2 separate regions of the Gasterosteus aculeatus genome follow, and region 1 is linked to region 2. The links are chromatin contacts, called in public Hi-C maps. All regions are on one chromosome and are shown on one strand. The core of a region is the stretch at or near the end of the contact, and the rest is flanking DNA. Distances in the headings are between cores, read along the strand shown. Region 1 holds the start of cbx1a (chromobox homolog 1a (HP1 beta homolog Drosophila)). Region 2 has its middle 6.5 kb from the start of trnak-cuu.

The links. Hi-C and Micro-C count contacts between places; a contact is called where the count stands out from the background.
Region 1: a Hi-C map of blood and trunk muscle shows a contact between it and region 2, with 2.3 times the contacts expected there. The contact joins the promoter of cbx1a here to the enhancer-like site in region 2. A contact is called at or near these places in 6 of 6 Hi-C or Micro-C datasets (blood and trunk muscle, liver, skeletal muscle and 2 more).

Annotation. Positions count from the first base shown.
Region 1 is chr11:2,640,280-2,646,955 of fGasAcu3.hap1.1, forward strand. cbx1a (chromobox homolog 1a (HP1 beta homolog Drosophila)) reads right to left here and starts at 2,028. Exons shown (of 5, transcript XM_040190859.2): 1 at 1,768-2,028.
Region 2 is chr11:2,567,635-2,573,811 of fGasAcu3.hap1.1, forward strand. No RefSeq gene overlaps it. Among protein-coding and RNA genes, the nearest start is that of trnak-cuu, 6.5 kb to the right of the region's middle. Within about 2 kb of position 4,332, at least 1 of the 9 cell types and tissues checked has open chromatin away from gene starts, as enhancers often do.

The DNA of each region.
Region 1 (6,676 bases), core at 778-3,277, 70 kb after region 2:
CAAAATGAAAGCCTCTCAAAATACCATACATGAGCCCAAATCTTAATCACAAGACTAGATCTGGTCAATTTCAGATTAGATTTAAAAGGAAAAAATCAATAGCTAGTCTCATCAAACATGTGTAAATTGGAAAGAATCCAATGATGTGGAGTAGTCACAACGGTTGAGTTGTAAAAAAAAAATACGTTCATCTTCCTGTTGTCACCAGGTACCGCTATAACTACAGGGTGAGAAGTTCATGCTATATGAGAAATATGGTGCATATTAGATAACTCAAACCCACACTTTGGGAATCGCTGATATAGAGATTAGTTGACATATCACCAGCCTGGTAGTGAATGTAGAATAAGATATTTGTGAACGTAGAAGTAATTTGGTAGATGTTCAGTTAGGACATTGTCTTGTGAACAGATTGAAAAAATTTGTTTAAAAAAAATAGAGCCGAGTCAAAACTATATTCGTCGCGAAAATATTTTTCGTCCACTGATTTTTCATTTTGATTATTGTTTTTTCCCCAATGTTCAACATCAAAACTTTCAGGTTCACATTTGTTTTTCAAATGAACAAAACTTTGGATCTGGATTTGGCTCCATACTAAGAGCAATCATCATTGAGTAATTCGTAATTAGCATTGACAGCAAAAACAGTGTGATCAAGGAAGAGGTTATATCTGCTGCCTTTTGTGCTGATCCGAGGCAAGACTTAATGCCTGAGGATTGTATTGAAGAGGTCAGATCAGTGCGTCTGCAGCTTTAACTGAAAAAAAACACATTTTCACAGCAAAACCTTAAGACAGGTTGTTTTTTTTACCATGTGGTATAATGCAATATTTTCACTTGACATATCAACTATATGTTTGACACATTACTTCATTTTTTTCAACTTCCCTGAAATTTGGACAATGTTTTTACAGTTTACATGAGCAGAAATCCACTGCAGTCTGTATTCAGAGATAAATTGGTGCCACGTGCAAATGTGTATAGCAGCTACTTCCCCACACAAAAACGGACTAAAGAGCATTCACTCGTGCGTGTATAGAGATAACAATGGACGAGAGAATAATCTACAGGACAACACATACTTGATAGCATACAGCCTACCAGGGACCTTGGTGTATATAAAATACCTGTATGAGTTATACGACGTGACACCTGAGCGCTGTGTTTACCTTAACGGGCATAGCGTCATTTCCGTTATGAAACGATGCCAAAAGAATAGCACAAATCAGTGCATGGAAATGACCAATGGTTCAAGACAACAAGTGCTTGACGGCCAGTCTCCTGGGGGAGATCCTAACCTCCTTTCTAACGTTTAGTGGTTGGAGAAGGAGGTTAGGATCTCCCTCCCCCTCCTCCATCTCTACGGAATAACCATGCGCGTGATTTGCAGACTGCAGCCACAGAAGAAAAAAAGCGCGGCAGCCGCAAAATTGCACAAATGTGTGCAAATTAACGTTAAGCTATTACTGAAAGAAAAGGGTTTCCGAGTTATAATTGCATAAGAGAATCGTCTAAGCAGGCATACTGAACGTGGATTTTGTCACCATGCATGCCATACATTCTAGCAACACGCACAACACACTCAATGCATAAGGATGGGGGAGCATTCCAGAAATTGACGTTTAATTTGATATACACGGAATATTTTGCATTCACCTAACGCCGGAGCGGGCAAACGAGCAGCTCCACCACCTCTCCCACAGGGACAGGGCAACATGGCTGGCGCGTTCTCCCCGCTAGTAGCTAGCTAACCTAACGAGAGCCTTACCTTTTCAGAGAATGCTTCGGAGCGGCTGTGTGGGCTCGTGGTCGGTCCGAGTGAAAGCACCGTGATTACTCACAAGTAGACACACAACTGCCCCGGGAATGAGTGGCGTGCTTCGGGTGGAGCTTTACCCCCAATGTGTTAAGCTACCGAAAAACACAATAGCCTCGGCGTCGCTAACAACCAACACCGACCCGGTTCTGCCCGCCAACAGCGCCACCGGACGCCACGTCACCGGATGGTCTGGTAGGCAATGCAATGTGGGAGTTGAAGTCTTCTCCATTAGAGTTTACTGTTTTTTATTAACAATTATGTTGCAAGGGTGAGTTTAAATATTTGGAATTAGACTTAGCAAAAGGAACCAATTTTCAAGGCTTCAAGTTAAAATGAGATAGCCCTGCTAAATATATTTTATTTTATTTTATTTATTTATTTGTTTTTGTTTGAATTCTATTATTATCCTATTTGATTTGATTACGTTCTTGCTCAATTTGAGGCAGAACTTTTCCTGATGACTGAAACATGTTATGAGGCCTTGATTGTAAATACCTTTTTAATTTGGCTGTTTAACAAATATATACAAATTTAAAAAAAGCTTTGACTGCATTACCGCCTCCAACTGGACTGGAGTGAGCAGCAAGAGATTGTGCAGGAAAATAAACAAGGTGTTTCAGCATTTTGGCTAAGATCACTTTCATTTTTGGCTGTTGCCATCTTGCTTTTTTGCAACCAGAAGTTACACAGGAGGGGAGTTATTAGGAATGCTGAAAATAAATTTTTGGAGTGAACAGGACGTTACAATTAACTTTCAGGAATTGAAAACAAACTGAAAGGGAGACAAGTCACAAAATTTGTGAAATTAGTTTTCACAAGCGGAAGCTTTCGCCTGTTGAACAGCATTTGCAAGCTGGTCATGTTCACTTCAGCATACAGCATTTCTGCAATGCAATACATCAACGTCTTTGAAATAGCACTGAAACCATCAGCTGCATCCTCGTTATTCCGGGACCCCCATAGACCCACACGTTACAGTGGCACCCAACGTGGCTGGGGGGTGGACATGGCAGACGACGACCATTGTGGCGATGATCGGAGGACTGGCGGCAAATCCAGAGGGAGCAGGCGGAGGCCAACCGGCAGTTCCTGGGGGCGCTCCAGGCCCAGGTGGGTGACTCCACCTGAGGCCCAGGCGCTGGAACAGCTGGCTGCCCGGCCCGTGGCCGCGCCACCAATACAGGGGCCTGCAGTGCTCGCCGGCCTCACGCTCCACCGAATGGCGGCGGGGGATGACGTCCAGACGTTTCTGGAGGCCTTCGAGGCGACTGCGGAGGCATGCGGCTGGCCGGCGAGGGAGTGGCCGGTCCGGCTTTTGCCTCTCCTGAACGGGGAGGCGCAGATCGCGGCCATGGGGCTGCCACCGGCGGTGCGGCGCGACTACGCCAACATTAAAAAGGCCGTAGTGGACAGACTGGGGATGTCGCCGGAGGACCACCGGCGGAGGTTCCTCAAAGCCAGGCTGGGTCCGCAGGACCGACCGTTCGCATACGCCGCATACGAGTGGCTGAAGGACGCCGCCACGAGGTGGCTGCAGCCGGACGGTGCGGGAGGGGTCCAAGAGGTGATGGCGCAGGTGCTGCTGGAGCAGTTCGGGGAGGGGCTCCCGGCCCGGACGGCTGAGTGGATCCGGTACCACTGTCCAATGACCCTGGAGGCAGCTATCACCCTGGCGGAGGACCACCTGGCGGTGCATTCCAGCGGGCAAGGGGACCGGGAGAGCCCGCCGGCGTCGGCCCGACTAGGGGCTGCACCGCGGCCAACCGAGTAACCCATACCGGCTCCGCGGCGGGCGCCCTTCTCCCCAGCTCGCGACCCACCGACCCTAGGCGACGCAGGCGCCGTTCCCAGCCTACAGGGAGTTTCTCGAGCGCCGGGGCAGGAGTGTTGGAGATGTGGGCGGTTCGGACACCGCCGGAGAGATTGCCCGCTGATGGAGGTGGGACAGGTGATCCGAGTTGCCGGCGTTCCAGCACCTTCACCCGGTCCGGGAGCGACGTGAGGTGAGGTGAGTCGTGACACTCAAAACACCCAGTTGCTGGTGCCTAAAAGGGGTACGAAAAAAGGCTAGACCGGATAATGACACGATTTTATTGGCCAGGCATCCGGGGTGACGTGCGCTGCCGGTGCGCGTCCTGCCCGGAGTGTCAATTAGTGAACCCTCCAGCCATTCCGAGGGCGCCGTTGGGTCCTCTACGTTGGTGGAGGTTCCGTTCGAGCGGATCGGCATGGACCTCATCGGGCCATTTCACCGGAGCGCACGCGGATATCGCTTTGTGTTAGTCCTGGGCTGGAGGAAAGTATGAATAAGACTCTGAAGTCCATGATCCGTAAATTTATTAGCAAAGATGAACGTAATTGAGATCACTGGCTTGACCCTCTGTTGTTTGTAGTGTGGGAGGTTCCCCAGGCCTCCAGGGGATTTTCTCCACTTTGAACTTCTGTTTGGCAGGACACAGAGGGGGGTACTGGACCTAATTAAAGAAAACTGTGAGGAAGGGTCCCGAGCCCCGGCAAGACGAGATCCAGTACGTCCTTGACCTGCGAGCAAAGCTCGACACATTGGGCCGGATGTCACGGGAGAACGACAGAGGAGCCAGGCTGCGACGATTCACACCTTCTTCCAACTCCAAACTCCTGGCTAAGTGGCAAGGGCCCTTTGAGGTGACACGGCAGATGGGGGACGTCGACTATAAGGTGGTGCAGTCTGACAGGGGCGGAGATACGCAGATATACCACCTGAACCTTCTGAAAGCTTGGAGTTTGCCCGAACACAAGAGAGAAGTGGTTCGGGGGGAATTGGTGAGTATGTTGGAGTTGGGGGTAATAGAAGAGTCCAACAGTGCCTTGAGCAGTCCCATTGTCCTTGTGGCTAAGAAGGATGAATCTGTACTGTTCTGCGTGGACTATCGCAGGGTGAATGATGTGTCACGGTTCGAGGCCTACCCAATGCCCGACACTGGATTCAACCTACTTGGATGATGTCATTATCCACAGCACCACCTGGGCGGCGCATGTGCGGCAGGTGGGCGTGGTGCTGGAGTTGCTGGGATGGGCTGGGCTTGTTAAGTTCAAGGAATGATTCCAATAAGAAGAGTTTTCTGGTTTGCATGAAATCATTTTATTGTCTATTAACTTTCAACTCTAATAAGCGCGGGGAAAAGGCCTCTCGGGAACAAAGGCCTTGTGGAGTCTGTCTGTTCTCCCAACACCCGCGACGCGCCTCTGGTTCTTTTATCCTGGGTAATCCAGAGAAGCCACGCCCACTTCAATCAGGTATGTCCATACATGGATACATACGTCACACCTGGTCAACTCCCTATTACCGTGGAAGCGTCTCCATTGGTAGAGCCAAACAATCTGCAATGACAGTAATTAGGGACATGCAATATAGCCACAACATACTCCGGCCCGATGAACTTTTCTTCAGTCTATGTTCATCCACTTCCAGCGGGTAGAGTGACTGTACAGGTCTCCTAAACACAAATCCAGACGGCAATCGTACAGCACATGATCGGATTTTACCGTTTCTTCTCATGGATGTCTCATCAATGCAGAGACTAGAACATTTAATTGGTATCAAAGGAACTGCACTCAGCTGGTTTAAATCCTACTTATCGGATCGATCCCAGTTTGTGCTTGTAAACGGTGAATCCTCAAAGACCACCAATGTTGGTCACGGAGTCCCACAAGGTTCTGTACTTGGACCGATTTTATTTACCCTCTATATGCTTTCTTTGGCCGATCTTATCCGGAAACACCGCATAAACTTCCATTGTTATGCAGACGATACTCAACTGTATCTGTCGATCAAGCCAGAAGAGACGGACCAGCTAGTTAGACTTCAAGAATGTCTTGGAGACATCAAAACTTGGATGACCGGCAACTTCCTGATGCTAAACTCAGAAGTTATCTTGATATCCCCAGAGCGCCTTCGAAGACAGCTGTCACGTGATACAATTTTTATGGATGGAATTGCTCTGGTACCCAGCAGCACCGTCAGGAATCTGGGAGTTCTCTTCGACCAGGATATGACCTTCAACTCGCATATAAAGAAGACTTCAAGGACTGCCTATTTTCATCTACGTAACATATCAAAAATCAGGAACTTCCTGTCTCAAAGTGATGCAGAAAAATTAGTTCATGCGTTTGTCACTTCCAGACTGGACTACTGTAATTCTTTGTTATCAGGCTGCTCTTGTAAATCTCTTAAGCCTCTCCAGTTGATTCAGAATGCTGCAGCACGTGTATTAACAAGAACTAAGAAAAGGGATCATATCACTCCTGTATTAACTTCTCTGCACTGGCTCCCTGTTAAATCAAGAATTTTAAGGTACTTCTCCTCACCTACAAGGCACTTGCTGGTGAGGCACCATCCTATCTTAAAGAGCTTGTAACACCTTATTGCCCTACAAGGCAGCTGCGCTCCATAGATGCTGGGTTACTTGTTGTTCCTATGGTTTTAAAAAGTAGGCTGGGGGCCAGAGCCTTCAGTTATCAAACTCCTCTTTTGTGGAACCAGGTTCCACTTTCAGTCCGGGGGGCAGATTCGGTCAGCTCTTTTAAAGTAAAACTTTCCTCTTTGATTCTGCTTATAGTTAGGGCTGGCTCAGATTAGCCCGGACCAGCCCTTAGTTAAGCTGCTATAGGCTTAGACTGCCGGGGGACTTCTTAGGACACACCGAGCCCCTCTCTTAGGCTCTCGTTCTACAATAATTCACGTTTTTTAAATGCACATGACTAATTCAGCTTCTTTCCGGGAGTTTTTTTGTGCTTTCTTCCCTAGCAGGTCTCTGTAGATCGTAGTTCCTTCTGGACCCTGGTCCTGACACCTGCCGTGGCCCTGCTGACGCTTGCT
Region 2 (6,177 bases), core at 3,082-5,581:
TGAGTTAAGCTTCTTGCTTTTCCAGAACTGTGACTGGGGCCAGTAAACTTGATTGGAGAGACTTTACCAAACATCTATTCTTGTGTACAGACAACTGTTTTTTTTAAATCATGTTAATTGTCTTGTGACTTGAAGAGGGAGGTCCCAACCCCAGCATTGAGTGCCTCGTGGTTTATGTTATTTTATTTTATGTTTATGTAAAAAAACAATCACCTGCACAAGCACACAAACTGAAAGACAAAGTGAGGGAGTACAGTCATCCACGTGTGTGGACACACCCATATACAAAGCGAATGTACACACACTCACAGTACACTCAGACACAAGGCCGCCAGTTTAATTACCCTTTAATTACCAGAATGCAGAAAACAGTCGATGCTTCCCCAGCGGTGTGTTTGCTCAGCAACCATTATCTGGCAGAATTGTGAGATGAACACAAGTATCCAAGTATAAGGGATGCATTTCTCTATGTTCTATCAAGAAGAACATCTACATAGCCTTATGGTTGCTCAGCAACCATTATCTGGCAGAATTGTGAGATGAACACAAGTATCCAAGTATAAGGGATGCATTTCTCTATGTTCTATCAAGAAGAACATCTACATAGCCTTATGGTATCACATCCATAAGGTCACTCAGCAGGAAAAGATTGTGGTTTGGTCTAGATTAATATACACTGTATCTGAGAAGTGGACATAGAGCAGTTTGGAAAGGTTCCCCCCAGGCATCGGTTATCTATTGGAGTTGTCAATAGGTTCAGTGTGAGCACCAAATGATCTGCAGGTTATGCTGAAACAGGAGAGGGACAAACACAACGAGGAAGCACACAGTTGTTTACATTTCATGTCTCATTATATGCTGTTGCAAGAAGTTTCCCGGGGAATGGACCAGAGGATGGTCACCACTTTCATTCTAAACGGGCATAGAAATAAAGCTTTATTTTCACGAGCCATGCTTCAGAAATAGACAAAACCCGTTTAGACATAAGCCGAACCCACAATAGCTTATGTGAAGGAAAAGTCTTTGATCAATTTAGAAGCATAACCACTCGATTAAATGGTATTGAATATACGTACATGTGGAAACATGTATTTGTTGATTTTTAAGAAATAGTAATACAAATTGAGTTTTGTATCAAATTCCATGACTTCATGTTGTGATAACAGATAATAATAAAAAGTAATTACTCCAAAAATATCTTCTTGTTTGGACCTATTGTGGTCATTCCAACGACCTCAGGCATTCCGACTGTTCCAATAAGTGTGTATTTTGCCAATGCAAAACAACGCCAACAACAATGAAGCAGTGGTTGGTATAATGAAAATAAGACAAAGATAATGAAAATGCACATTCATGCAGGAATTGAGACATAAAGACACACACACTCTGACTTTTTATTATAATGTCAACAGAATCCATGGTGGACATTGACGGATGGGTGTGGGAGGTACAGGGGCCATTGAAATGAACTCTCTACCAATGAGAAGTGGCCGTGTGACCTTCGGACCAATCACAGCACTTCCAGGTCAAATGTGGCCGGAGGGTGAGCGCCAAGACAATCTGTCCATCTGGGAATGAATGGTTGGAGGAGAAGATGGAGAGAGTGGACTTTTACCGCCCCGTGTGCGTATCCCGTTAACGGGCGTCCTCAAGGGGACTCGTTCAGTCATTGCAAACTACAGGTCTACAATCAGTCACTAAATACAAGTCACAACTCTTCAGACTACTACCGAAGAAGAGGTTCCGGCTCAAATACAGGCCGTGTAAAACCAAGAATAGCCGGGGATTGTCGATGTTTTAAAGGGTTCATCATATGCCCATTGTACCACAAGTTGATATGGTTCCTTTGGGTCTAAATGAAATGTCTGTAAGATACTTTGGTCAAAATACCACAATCATCATTCAAAACAGAACCCTTTTTGCCCTGTCTAAAACAGCCATTCTGTGAGACAGAGTGATCTGTTTTTAGTGCCTGTTCCTTTAAATGCTAATGAGCCAGTCCCCACCATCCCTCCCTTCTCTGGATTTTCAATGCCCTGTCCATTCGTCTTCCTTTTTGAAGTTGCGCTGGGAATAGAGAGCCGGCATTACATTGTGACGATACAATGTCAAGGAAGTTCATTCTAGTTACTCAAGCATGACGTTTTTGACTTACAAGAACCATAACAAATCACAAATGCAGGACTTTGAGGGCCGCTTTTGTGATTTTATAACCACTACCCAGCCCTTATTGTGACTGTCACTGAGTAATGTCAGCTGCCAGCATCTGATGCTCCTGAGCAAGAAACTTCAACTCCAAACTTCCCAAAAATGACATTGGTACCCGCACAACAAAACAAACCGAGAACTTTAACATCACTGTGTGTGTGTGTGTGTGTGTGTGTGTGTGTGTGTGTGTGTGTGTGTGTGTGTGTGTGTGTGTGTGTGTGTGTGTGTGTGTGTGTGCGTTGGAGGGGAAATTCAACTTTGCCATGCAGCCATGTGTTAAACATTACAACCAATCAGGGATGTGACACACACACGCGGAATGAGTAGGCAAATCACGGCACGTGGATTGCGGCACGGTCAAAATGATGGATAGATGCCGGGACTACTTCCCTGCTTCCAATTTCACATCAGGCATATAGAAATTACAGACACACACACTGGTCTGTTTATTTACAGCTAGTGTCAGGCTTTTGAGATTGATTATAAATGAACACAGGCTCATGATTAGCTTGAACGTGTGTGTGTGTGTGTGTGTGTGTGTGTGTGTGTGTGTGTGTGTGTGTGTGTGTGTGTGTGTGTGTGTGTGTGTGTGTGTGAATGATGCCTCTAAAACTGTTGTACGTTAATGATGGGCTCTACATTTATGCAGGGAATAATGACTTAGTGTGTGGGTGTTCGTGTGTGTGTGTGTCAGTGTGTAATTTGACACGAAGAGATGCAGACCTCAGCCTTTAAAACGTGTTTGCAATTAGCTGTGTTTTTCTCATAAATTCTCTCTCTTTCTCACACACACATTTGTCAATCACACTGCCAAGAGTGGCTCTCATACCTACAATCATCATCATTTGATGCTGAAGTTACTGTTTGTTTCTGTGAAGTTAGTTGATATGATATTCTTATGCATAAAAATAAGTTATTTATTTGTAACTTCAACATTGTAGGACAATATTTGATATCAGTGTTTTTGTTAAGTCTTGAGTGACATTCTGTAATTTTTAATCTTTTGACTCCATCCCACGTACATAAATCACACCGCTGATGTGAAACCGCAGTTGTGCGCAATACTATTGAGTTGGAAATCATCCCAATTTAATCCACATTGCCTCCAGTTTGAGTGATTTCCAAATGTGAATGGCCTGCAGTGAAAGATAAAAGACAACTGGCATCCAACTGTGGTTGACAGACATGTTTCCACACTTCTTCCCAATGTTTCTTTTTTCATCGGTGCAACAAGGACTTTGTAACTTTTTGCAAATTTATAGGTCAAATGCGTGAGATGGATTTCACTCCAAAGGGAACAATTGAAAAAGATTTGTTTTGTTTTTCTGTGCTTAAATCACGTTACTTCCATAATAAGCCAAACCACCCTCGGTTCCCAAACGTAATGAAGCTGTTCTATTGCTTAACCCCAAATGAGTGGTTTCCTGCGCAGATGGAAGTTTATTTTGAAAAAAAATGTATGGGATGGAAATTGGTATGTTTTGCTGAAATTAAGAAAACGGCAAGGAAATGAAAAGTATGTTTTGTGTAAGATGTCCAAACCGCCCGTTGAGGTCATCCTCTCAACATGAATCTCACTGTCAGAGAGAGACACACATTTCTTCCATAATGCACAAAGACAAGATTGAGGGGAAATTCAATTAAAGATTTTAGTTTTTACATCAAGTGGAACCCCCATACAAACATAAAAACACCAGACTCAACTGGCGTTGCGGCTCCCATTGACTGTGCCTGCTCCACCCACTCCTTCCAGCTGCTCTCACATGTCAGTCAAAGTCTTCCGTGACCAATCACAGAGGCCTGTCACTCCCCCCTTTGTCCTGGGCAGCCTTTGGTTACTTCAGACAAGCAGAACAGACAGCCATTCAGACCTGTGTGTGTGTGTGTGTGTGTGTGTGTGTGTGTGTGTGTGTGTGTGTGTGTGTGTGTGTGTGTGTGTGTGTGTGTGTGTGTGTGTGTGTGTGTGTGTGTGTGTGTGTGTGTGTGTGTGTGTGTGTGAGAGACACTGAGTGGTCACCACTGGATCAAAGTTTGCCAAAGCTCCATGGTTTGTCTCAACACCATCAACATTTTGGTGATAATATTGCAAGAATCCACTTATCCATAAAGGACTCAAAGTCCACACATATACACACAGACACATACAGAGCCTTACACTCAGTTTAATTTGGACAGTGTTTTATGAGGAAGGAGCACATATGTGTCAGAGCCCTTTGGTCCTTGTGGTCAGATGACACACAGAATGATGACCTGACCTTATGGTTATTCATAGTGTGTATTTGTCAGGCCCCAATGCTCACTTACCAGCAGAACTGTAAATTAGTATTTAAAAAAAAAAAAAATTCTATTGAGAAACCCACCATAAAAAGAATAAAACGGCATATCTTGTACAATTATGTAATTATCTAGCATAATACATATAATGCACTCTACTCAACCCTCAATAACTAATACCACAATGATATTTTATCTACCAAGCACAGCGTAGCCTTTTGGTTTTTCTGAACATCCCATAGTTGATTTCGGATTTTTTTTTCTGTTTTCTAAAATGTGGTAATATCTTGTCCAGTATGTGTTCATTTGAATAATTTCCGGAGCAGAAACCTTAGCATTGAATAAAGCCATCTATAGTATTTTGACATATTTGTGAGAGGGTTTTATTAAGGGGATTTTAGACATCACATTTTATCACCTATGAATTAGAAAATACTGTCAACTGAAAGAGAAATCATTTGCCAGATTTTGGAGAATATGATAATGTTTGAATCATGCTATTAATTATATGAACCAACCCCTAAGTAAAAAAACGTAATTTAATTTAAATATATAAATATAAATGTTCTATATACATATACATATAGTTTGAAGACTAGCTTTTTGCGCCATCCAGTGGTCAAAGGGGGAAGGTGCATAGATGGCACGGTTACTGTATATGTACATGATTTTAGCTCTGGAATGAAGAATGAAGCAATGGAACAACACAGAGAAGAAACCTCAGAATCTCTGACTATAAATAAATATGTTACACTTAACATTCGTACTCTGTGAATGACCCTGCGTCTTTGATTTTTGTTTCCATCGCTAACAAATACTAGCCAGGATTTTTCAATTTAGTTGAGTTAGGGGGGAAAAGTTGAGGTCCAGCTGTGTGGGTTTGCTTTAGGAGTGCCAGCCCGGCCTGCTGTGTTTCCCCGCCTTCCCCTCCTCTGTTTGAACTGACCTGTCCCATGTGTTTATCTTCCCACGGGGATAAATGGCTTTTCTGTCGTTATAATTGCGCCACACGTGTATTTCTGCAACTGTTTTTGTGTTTCTCCAATCAGAGCTCTGAGATCCTGCGTGAATGCCAGTTTGTTTTTTCAGGCACAGGGGCATCATTTATAATGTTTGTGTGTAAGACAATTTTTTTGCTGCCCTGTGGGTGGAACCTGTCCCAGCAAGTACAGCAGATCCAAAAGTCTTGCTTAGTGTCCACGGCCTCGTACGTAGAATTCCACCGGATGAACTGGTGGAAGTCCCGTGTAAGATAAGTTTAAAGACAGATTTGATCCTAAAAGTTCAATAAATATGGAGCGATTCGTCTTAGAGAACACAGATGGCCAGATGGTGGCATAAGAGGTCCCTTGGTTCTCTCTGGTTGTATTTATTTAGTTTTATATTTATTTGAGAAGCAGGCGTGAGGAATGAAGGCCATGTGTTGTGTTTCTCTTTCCACCACTAAATGAGAGATCAAGGGAGCGAACGAACGCCAGGTAGAATCTGGTCTGGACCAGATCTAATCGGTCACTGAGAGGGGGTTCTCCATGGGGGCTTGTGTGTGTGATGTGCAGCACAGGATGTGGAGCTCTCTCTGCCCGGTTGAACCAGCTCGCGGGTCACCGTTAATTTCGTTATATGAAGGTTTTCAGAAGATTCTCAAAAGACCTTCAGAGACCCTTCTGGTAGCTTCTACCGACACTTTGATGTTTC